Linked DNA regions of Sus scrofa: region 1 is linked to region 2. A link is a contact called in public promoter capture Hi-C data. All regions are on one chromosome and are shown on one strand. The core of a region is the stretch at or near the end of the contact, and the rest is flanking DNA. Distances in the headings are between cores, read along the strand shown.

Region 1 (4,365 bases), core at 338-2,837, 470 kb before region 2:
TCAGCTGAGGCCGTGCTGGGGGGAAAAGGCAATGCCGAGGAGCTGCCGCTTTTCCCAGCGGACATTGGGAAACCATGGAAGGTTTCTGAACCAATGAGGTGCAAGACTGTGTATAAAATGACATTAAATATAACTCATGTAATTATAATTAAATATAATGAAATTATATAATATAATTAAACACAATGACATTAATGATCATAGAAAGTTCCAACAGTGCAGAGCAGGAGGCAGCAGCTAGGGTATTGGTACCATGGGGAGAAACACAAATATATATGTACATACATGTATGTGTATGTATACCATCTCTTGCTCTACTCTCTCTCTCTCAGCTTCAGGAACTAAGCCAGCAAAGAGATGGCGTGTGAATTACACTCTAGGGAAGTGGCCCTGCCGCCTGCCTTTTTCTGCTCATTCCAAGTGTGTTGCATGCTTGCACCCAAACCCTGAAGCGTGACCTATGAAATGTCTCCCTCGGTGTAAGAGCCCAGTTGCACCAGTTTTCCTGGTACTTTTCTGGGAAAGAAGACTTCAGCTTTGATTTCTTTGCTTCCCAACCTGGCAAGCCTGTCTACACTCACAAGTGCTTTAGAAGTTTGCTAATATGTCTAGAAGAAAAAAAAAAAAAGCCTATATTTGGATCACTATGAACAGTAGAGAATTGTTCACTGCCCTCGTAATTCAGAAAGATTTGCTAACAGCAGGTGATATTAAAATCATAATAATGTTGAATCCAAGTGATAAGTATGAGGGTGATTTTTTTTTTTTCATTTCAGTGTTGTTCTGTGTTTTTTTTTCTTTAGTGAGCACATATGTCTTTTGTAATAAGAAGTGTGTATTTAAAAAAAAAAAAAGAAAAGCTAAGAAAGTAATGTGCATGTTGCGTGTAATTAAATGTAGGACCTGAAGCTCAGTTTGACAAGGTGGCCCCTTGAAAGCACCCTGGACCCGGAGGTGTGGTCCTGTGTCTGTGAGTTTTGACGGGGGTAGGATGGCAAGGGAGGGACCTTAGGAGGAGAGGCCCAGGAGAGGGGGCGACCGTCTCCTGATGCTTTGGCTTTTTACCTGCTGCTTGAAGAGCTGGACCTGTGTGTGTTCTTGGAACTGAAATTCTTCTTCAAAATAGCATGCATTTACCTTAAAAGCCACTCCAAAGAGAAAAAGTTAAAAAGCAAAAACCAAACCCCCAACCCAGAAAACCCAGCACGCTGGACTGCCTAGAGCCGAAGTTCCTATTTCTCAAGAGATAGAAATATACTTCCTGGAGCACAAGGTCCACTCACCCTCTCCCTGTGGTCTTTCGCCAGGATCTGTTGATTCAACGGGAAACAGAAGTGTCAGCAGTTGTGCTGGATGCGAATGGAGGGGTGAGGGGGGCAGATGCCTTCGCCTCCTCAAGCACCCTTAATACAGGGGCGCTGTGCGGTCTTTGCCAGGAGGATCCAGCTTCCCTCACGTTTCTTTCAGCTGCATTTGTTTGTGTTATTGTTCTTCAAGTTTTCTGGGTAACTATAAGCAACAGACCTTGTTAGTTCCTCTTGAGATTGGCCACTACTCCCCACCCTTATTTCTCACCTCCTGGCATCCTGTTTGTCTCCCTGACTCTGTCCCCCGCCCCATCCCCACCCCCACTCAGCTACCAGCCCTTTTAGCCATGTTTTTCTTCCCTCAGTTAGTTACTTTTAAATATCTGTTTTTATGAATGTTCTCACGCCTAAGGGGGCACGCCATATATTCAATTTTGAATTCACTGATCTGTGCTTTCTTCTAGTGTGAACCTCAAAGGTATGTCTCAATGTGTATTCCAATGACCATCTCCCTCCACTCCTTTTCTTGAAGACTCTGTACTTCCAGGAGGGGATATAAGGAAATATGGGGAACATTGAACTATGTGTAGGACTTTTACGGTGATCTTTGCCTGTTTAAAGTTTACTGGGTTATGATAGGGACAAAAGGGATCTATAGGGTAAACTGTGTTTATGCTTACTTATATCAGTGGAATCTTTAGCTTATTAAATTTTAGTCAACCGTGTATGTGAACTATTTGGACTTACATTTCAATTTTGTTTATTATTGTTACAAATGGATCCATGAGTTAGTGAACCGCATGAATCCCAGCACCCCTTAAGTTTAGCAGGTTTATGAGAAGTGTTAGAACAATTTTGGGGAGTTCCCTTGTGGCTCAATGGGTTAAACACCCTGGTGTGTCAATGCTGGGGTTCTGGTTACAGCTGTGTCGGAGGTTCAATCCCTGGCCTGGGAACTTCTGAATGCCGTGGGCAACCCCTGGCAACAAACCAATTTTTGGAATACTGTCACAAAAAAAGTCATCAGAACCACTGAATAAATAATTCTGCCTAGTAGTCACAGTATCCTCATAGGAGAGAAAACTTACTTTCAAAAAAAAAGAGGAAAACACTTTCGAAGCTCATTGATTACAATTTTTGCTACAGAGTAGTTTATCTAATCAATTTCCTTTCCTATGCTGGAGATAAGAAAGATGAAGTTCAAAAGAAGCAGAAATTAATAATGGTGGACTCCTAAATCATTTCTCTTAAGGTCTGATGTCTGGATGTCTGAAAAATGAGAATTTCCCTCAAATTCCTAATTTTTCTCCTTTCCCATATATTCATTTATTTGGCAAAATTTTCAAATACGATTCACTGCATTTCACTTAGTCCTGAGAAGATGAGGGTGTCTTAAAGAAGTTCCTGGAGATCCCACTGTGGCTCAGCAGGTTAAGGAACCAGTGTCATCTCAGTGAGGTTGTGGTTTGATCCCTGGCCTCGATCAGTGTGTTAAGGACCCAGCAATGCCACAAGCTGCAGTGTAGTTTGCAGATGCTGCTCAGATCCAGATCTGGTGTTACAGTGGCTGTGATGTAGACCTCAGCTGCAGCTCCAATTTCACCCTTAACCTGGGGAGCTTCCATATGCTGCACAGGCACAGCTGTAAAAATAAAAAGTAAAAAAAAAAGAAGTTCCCAAGATCCTGGAGGAAATAGGAGAGGTTTGGGTGCGGATTCATTTACCATGCTTCAGGAGAGATACTGTTGCTAAGATCTTAGTTTCCTGCCCCAAATAGTTCAGATGTTCCCCATTCTGCTACATTTGAAAGTACCTTTTCCAAATTCCAGTCCTTGGTATTTTGAGGTTTTGATTAGGTGCTGGTGCTATTAAAAGAGTAGTACCCTTTGGATGACAAAATTTTTCATATTTCTTAATGTATTTCCTTTGACTTTCTTCTGTACTTAAAGAAAAAGTACATTTAGAGTCCTTAAAAAAAAGATTAATTTAATCTACACCATTTGGTAGAGATGATCCAACAAAGATGATTGTCTAATTCAAACGCAGTGATTACTGTGTTTGATATCCTCCCTAGGAACACTTTTTTTTTTTTTTTTTTTTTTGTATTTGTGTATTTTTAGGGCCACATCCCAGGCACATGGAAGTTCCCAGGCTAGGGGATCAAATTGGAGCTATAGCTGCTGGCCTACGCCATAGCCATAGCAATGCCAGATGTGAGCTGCATCTGCGACCTACACCACAGCTCACGGCAACGCCGCATCCTCAACCCACTGAGCGGGGTCAGGGATCGAACTTGTGTTCTCATGGATCCTAGTCAGATTTGTTGCCACTGAGCCACGACGGGAACTCCTTTTTTTTTAAAACACTGTTGGTTATGTTATTTCCGTTCTAGATAGCCATCTTTCTCATCCATAGTCTAGAAACTAAGGAAGGAAGGCAAAGTTTGTGTAGCTTATTTTAAAGAAAACCTTTCCTGTATCATTGTTTTTTTAAATGTGTATAATTCATAGTAATTCATGTTCTCTTTTTTGAATCTAAAAAGAAATCTTCCAAAAATGTTTTAAAATTGCTTTTACATGGTGGACTTACCTCTCCTCTCAGCTCCCCATGCAGTTTATATTTCTAGTTAGCTTGAACACCAATAGTTGTTGCTAAGCTACTGAGGGCTTTATCTTTTTATAGTCCTTTTTGAACTCTTTATAGTTAATAGACACTTCTGTATTATTCCAAAAACTAATTTCCTTGACCACAGAAATGATTATTTTCCATTTGAATTATTGATCTATAAAAGGATGACTATACTCTCATTTACATAGTATTAATGTGTATTTTTATATATACACACATTATTGCATATCACTTGCTTTAGTTCCTCTTGAGTTATATTCCTGAAAATATAAGCATTACACAAAATGGTATTATTAGAGTCTACTTTTTCCAAGGAAAATATTATAGGTAAATATTATATTTAAACTATTATAATTTAAAATTCCATTCAGAATGTCCTCTTACATCATATAAAAGTAGAGAGAAAGTTAGACTGGGAATCCAATGAGAA
Region 2 (4,644 bases), core at 1,105-3,604:
CTAGGAACCATGAGGTTGCGGGTTTGATCCCTGCCCTTGCTCAGTGGGTTAACAATCCGGCGTTGCCGTGAGTTGTGGTGCAGGTTGCAGACACGGCTCGGATCCCACATTGCTGTGGCTCCGGCATAGGCCAGCAGCTACAGCTCCAATTAGACCTCTAGCCTGGGAACCTCCACGTGCCATGGGAGCGGCCCAAGAAATAGCAAAAAAGACCAAAAATAAAATAAAATAAAAATAAAATATTAGAAAAAAATTGACAATTAAGAACACCTTACCATCTCTGTAAGCATTTAAATACCTATCATCACATTTCTATTTATGCTTATTTAATTATGATCCTATTAAACAAATGAGTATATTAAAATTCTAATTCTTTTGGAAGTAAGAAATAAAACTGATACACATGTAACAGGATGCACACTTGTTAACAGTTAATATAAAAATAGGAATCAAAATTGTCTATACAGTGTGATCTCAATTGTATAAGTATTATGAAAGGCAGTACGATCTAGTGATTAATAAATAGGTCAGGCTCTGGAGCGAGGCTGCGTGGGTTTTAATCAAGACTCTGCATTTACTGATTTTGTGATCTTCAGCAAGTTGCTTGAACTCTTTGTGCCTCAATTTCCCAATCTGTCAAGTGGGCATAACAGCACTCCCTCAGAGTAGTGTTAAGGGATTGAGTTAATACATATCATACCAACCACCTAAAGCAGAGTCCAAGACACAGTAAGAAGACAGCAAATGTTAGCTTTTACGTTTGTAATCACACATTCATTAAGGGCACAAAAAAAGTACCGGAAGGGAACATATCAAAATTTAGCTGCTCAACACTGTAAGCTCTGAGAAGGCTGGAACCCTGCCACCTCATCACCGACGGTTTGTCCAGCACCAAGCAGTCCCAGGCACCAGCAGGTGCTTCATAAATAACTACTGGATAAAAGAAGAGATAGGTAGATCCTGGTTTGGGGTGCTTGCTATTCTTCGTATTTCCTGTACTTTCTAAATTTGTGACAATATTTTAATAGTAAAAAAATTTTAAATCATGCAAATCTGTCCTGATTTAAATCAAATATTGAAAAATGTTCTCTGGCAAAATACTTAAGAGGACAAATCAGTCCCACCGGCCCCTCCCCCCCCCCCCCCCCCTGGTACTTGGGATTACTCATCACTGAACATGACATAGTTTAGTCCCTTTCTCAAGAGGAATTTTAGTCCCTATTTTTATTTAATCTTATTGTGCAGCTTGAAGTCTTCCACTTGAGCCCTTTCCCTTTTTTTTGTTGTTGTTGTTTTCTTTCATCATCTTGGCTGTTAAAATTCTGCTGGACCCCTGCAGTTACGATTCAAGTTCTGCTTTATCTCATATTGGAAAGTAGTGACACTCCCGCAGGTTTGTAAGAGAGTCTTGTTCCCAAAAAGTGATTCCAATGAGCTGTCTGGGCTGATGCGGCAGCAAGGGAGCAGTCAGAGCAGCACGTCGGCATCCCTTTGGAACCCAGGGACCGCCCAGTCCACAGAGCAGTGGGGTGGGCTTAATCTGGAGGCTCCCTCCCACCCTCAAACCTCACAGTAAGGCGAGGGCTCACCTCTCCCAGTCTCCCTCCCCGATTCTCGTCCTTCCTCCACAGCCCTTCTCCTCTGGGTGTCCTGAAAATTCCTACTCAGTTAACTTCACAATTCCAGAGCAATGAACAGGGCAGGCTGCCTCAGGCTGGGCTGATGGCACAGGTCTAGGAGTCTGGGCTGGGTGGTCCCCAGGTCCACGAACTCTCTGCCAACTAGACTGCTGACAGTTTTGCTATTTTCCTATTCAGAGAAGTCAGACCTGCAGAGGAAGAGCACTGTCTGGCGATGACGACTGAGAGGTTTAAGACAGAAACTGCCTCCCGAAGGCTTCTATTTCTGCCTTTATTTTCTTAGTATCAATCTCAGCTCAGTCCCTTGAGCTCTTACTATGTGCTGAGCCCTCAGCGTGGATAAGCCTGATTGTCACCCCTGCCTCTCAGACAGGTGCTATTATCCCCTTTCTACAGCCGAGATAACTAAGGGCAGTGAGGTTCTGTAGCGAGGCCAAGGTCACACAGCTACTAAGAGTCAGAGCCACAATTTGAACCAACGTGTGTTTTCGTCCAAAGGAAGAAACGCTGACCCAGTGCCTCTCTAACTTGCAGATGCACAAACACTATGTGGGTATCTTCCTAAAATGCAGATTTCGACTCAGCCAGTCTTGGGGCGGGGGCGGGGGGGTGTGTGTGCTGACAGCCTGCATGTCCCTCAAGCTCCCAGCTGATACCACCGTGGTTGGTCTCAAAGCTCACTCCCAACAGCAGGCTCCAGGCCACGTTTTCACTCTTCCTGTTTCACGCAACACTATGTACTTATCACGTCAGCTTTCATTTTCTTGTGCTGTTAGCACTAGAACATGGTCCAAGTTTCGCTCTCTGCTGCGTGATGAGGCCTTCCATGCGGTCAGAGCTTGTGAAGGTCAGGGCACCAAGGCCAAGTGCAGAACACAAAGAAGGACTGCAAGCACGAGTGTTGATTTCACCCGTGGATCAGCTAAATAAAGGATAATCCACTGTAAAGGTCAGCAATACGCCTGGCAATTTCGAGCAGGGTTGCTCGACCTCAGCACTGCTGACATTTTGGGCTAATTCTCCGCCATGGGGGACTGTCCTAGGCACTGCAGGGCGTTTATCAGCATCCCTGGGCACCACCAGCAGTGAGATCAAAATGCCCAGACGCTGCTAAATGTCCCCCAGGGAGGAGTGGGGACAAGATCACCCCCAGTCAGAACCCAAATTAGAATAAGACACCCACCACCTACTCTCCTAAACCTGGGAGTGGGTAAAAATACATCCCCTCCAGACAAAATTATATTATGTGGTAACAGTACTGATGTTATCATCTATAATTAAAATTTTTTTTAAAAATACACTATCAGAGTTCCGGTTGTGGTGCGGTGGAAACGAATCTGACTAGGAACCATGAGGTTGTGGGTTCGATCCCTGGCCTTGCTCCGTGGGTTAAGGATCCAGCGTTGCCATGGGTTGTGGTGTAGGTTGCAGAAACGGCTCGGATCTGGCATTGCTGTGGCTGTGGTGTAGGCCAGCAGCTGTGGCTCCCATTGGACCCCTAGCCTGGGAACCTCCATACGCTGCAGGTGCAGCCCTAAAAAGACAAAAAGACAAAAAAAAAAAAAAAAAAAAATAGCCTAGTTACAAAGGAGTTCAGTCATTTACAAAAGGAGGATGGTTAAACATTTGTTTATTCTAAATGTGGCTTTGGCTAAGTCAGTCCAGGAGGGCTATTTTCTGAACTATGCAAAAGACTCCAGATTCAGGGCAGAGATACAGCTCTGTGATCAGTCCTGGTTCACGTGTGCATGCACATGCATGTTTGGCATGCAGTCTCGTGAGCTGTGTACTCACACACACAGGGATTGGGTGGAGTGGCAGGTGAGGACAATGACAGGAAAATGCTGGACAACTGCTGGCTGAGTACCTTGTTCTAATAAGAAGTCTGTGCATTGTTTTAACTTGGATAATTCCCAGGCCATTTACAGCAGTATCTACTGAGTCCCTTATACGTACCGGGATGCAGGGTGCTCAGTGGTCTATGAGAGGCTTTGATGTTTTCAGTACTCTCCAGAACCACACGAGGGATCTGGCTTCTGCCCTCAACTTCTACTCCTGCTGAGGGGCTGAGCCCAGAGACTCAGGTGGGAGAGCACAGCTTAGAGCAGCAGAGGCTGAGCCGGGCTGGTCCTGCTCTGCAGACCTTTGTAAACATGTACAGCTTCTGGGTTCCAGTCCCTCGGGTTAAAACGTCAGCAGCGACATTCACCTCCGTCTGCCCCAACTGTGGGGATCACAGGTACTGACAGACATCTTCCTAAAGTCTACAAAGCCACAGAGCCAAAGCGCTGCAGTAACAGGTCCGTCTGGGCTTGGCTTTCACTATCCTGGCACCTCCTATAATGACAGGATACAGAAGGCTTACATTACGTAGACTTTCAGAAATAATGGCCTTCGATGTGTTCTAAAAATGTTTAAACACCAGCCATTATTCTGGCCCCTAAGAGACAAGTGCCTCCATCTAAATCACGGCTGAGATGCTCTCAATAGAGCCATAAACGTGATCTACGTGGGTGCGTCAACCAATACTCGAGATGCCAAATGGTCCTCCCACTGCCCTGTGCTGCCTCGGCTTCCACTCTGCACAGGGACGTGTGGGGAAGAAGGGGATGCTGCACGGTCAGTGAGACAGGACAGGAGGAAAAGAGATGTGTCAGCCTGACCCCCCACAGGGCTCCTGTCCTCTGCTTCTAAAGGACACTGCTACCAGGTTCAAACTGCAGTTCTCCTTCCTCTAAAAACAGAACATTAAATCACATGGAAGTGCCCTGTTAAGATCAAGGAGCCCCATGAAGAAAACGAGGAGACAGACCCTTAATCTCCAATACTCTGCTCTTTTCTGTTATCCTACCCCAGAGCATTTGATGACTCTCTCCATCCCTCTCGAAAAATCCCGATCTCCCATGCCAAAAGTAAAAGTCTAAAATTCTAGTTAGGCTCAAACCTCTGTTTTTACGATACCAATAGATCTTGGAGACAAGAATTAAAACTGAACATTAAATTT

The links. Promoter capture Hi-C pulls out the DNA fragments that hold promoters and counts their contacts.
Region 1: a contact with region 2 is called in a promoter capture Hi-C map of fetal liver, with 4 times the contacts expected there. The contact joins two enhancer-like sites. A contact is called at or near these places in 1 of 5 promoter capture datasets (fetal liver) and 2 of 2 datasets of contacts at active chromatin or transcription factors (alveolar macrophages and skeletal muscle).

Annotation. Positions count from the first base shown.
Region 1 is chr8:30,011,808-30,016,172 of Sscrofa11.1, reverse strand. All of the region lies in intron 1 of LOC100510918 (a long non-coding RNA gene), which reads left to right. Among named protein-coding and RNA genes, the nearest start is that of KLF3, 11 kb to the left of the region's middle. Within about 2 kb of position 1,587, at least 18 of the 83 cell types and tissues checked have an H3K27ac peak or open chromatin away from gene starts, as enhancers often do. A contact at or near this core is called in fetal liver, where this site is marked.
Region 2 is chr8:29,542,616-29,547,259 of Sscrofa11.1, reverse strand. All of the region lies in intron 14 of TBC1D1 (TBC1 domain family member 1), which reads right to left. Among named protein-coding and RNA genes, the nearest start is that of MIR9840, 4.1 kb to the left of the region's middle. Within about 2 kb of position 2,354, at least 17 of the 83 cell types and tissues checked have an H3K27ac peak or open chromatin away from gene starts, as enhancers often do. A contact at or near this core is called in fetal liver, where this site is marked.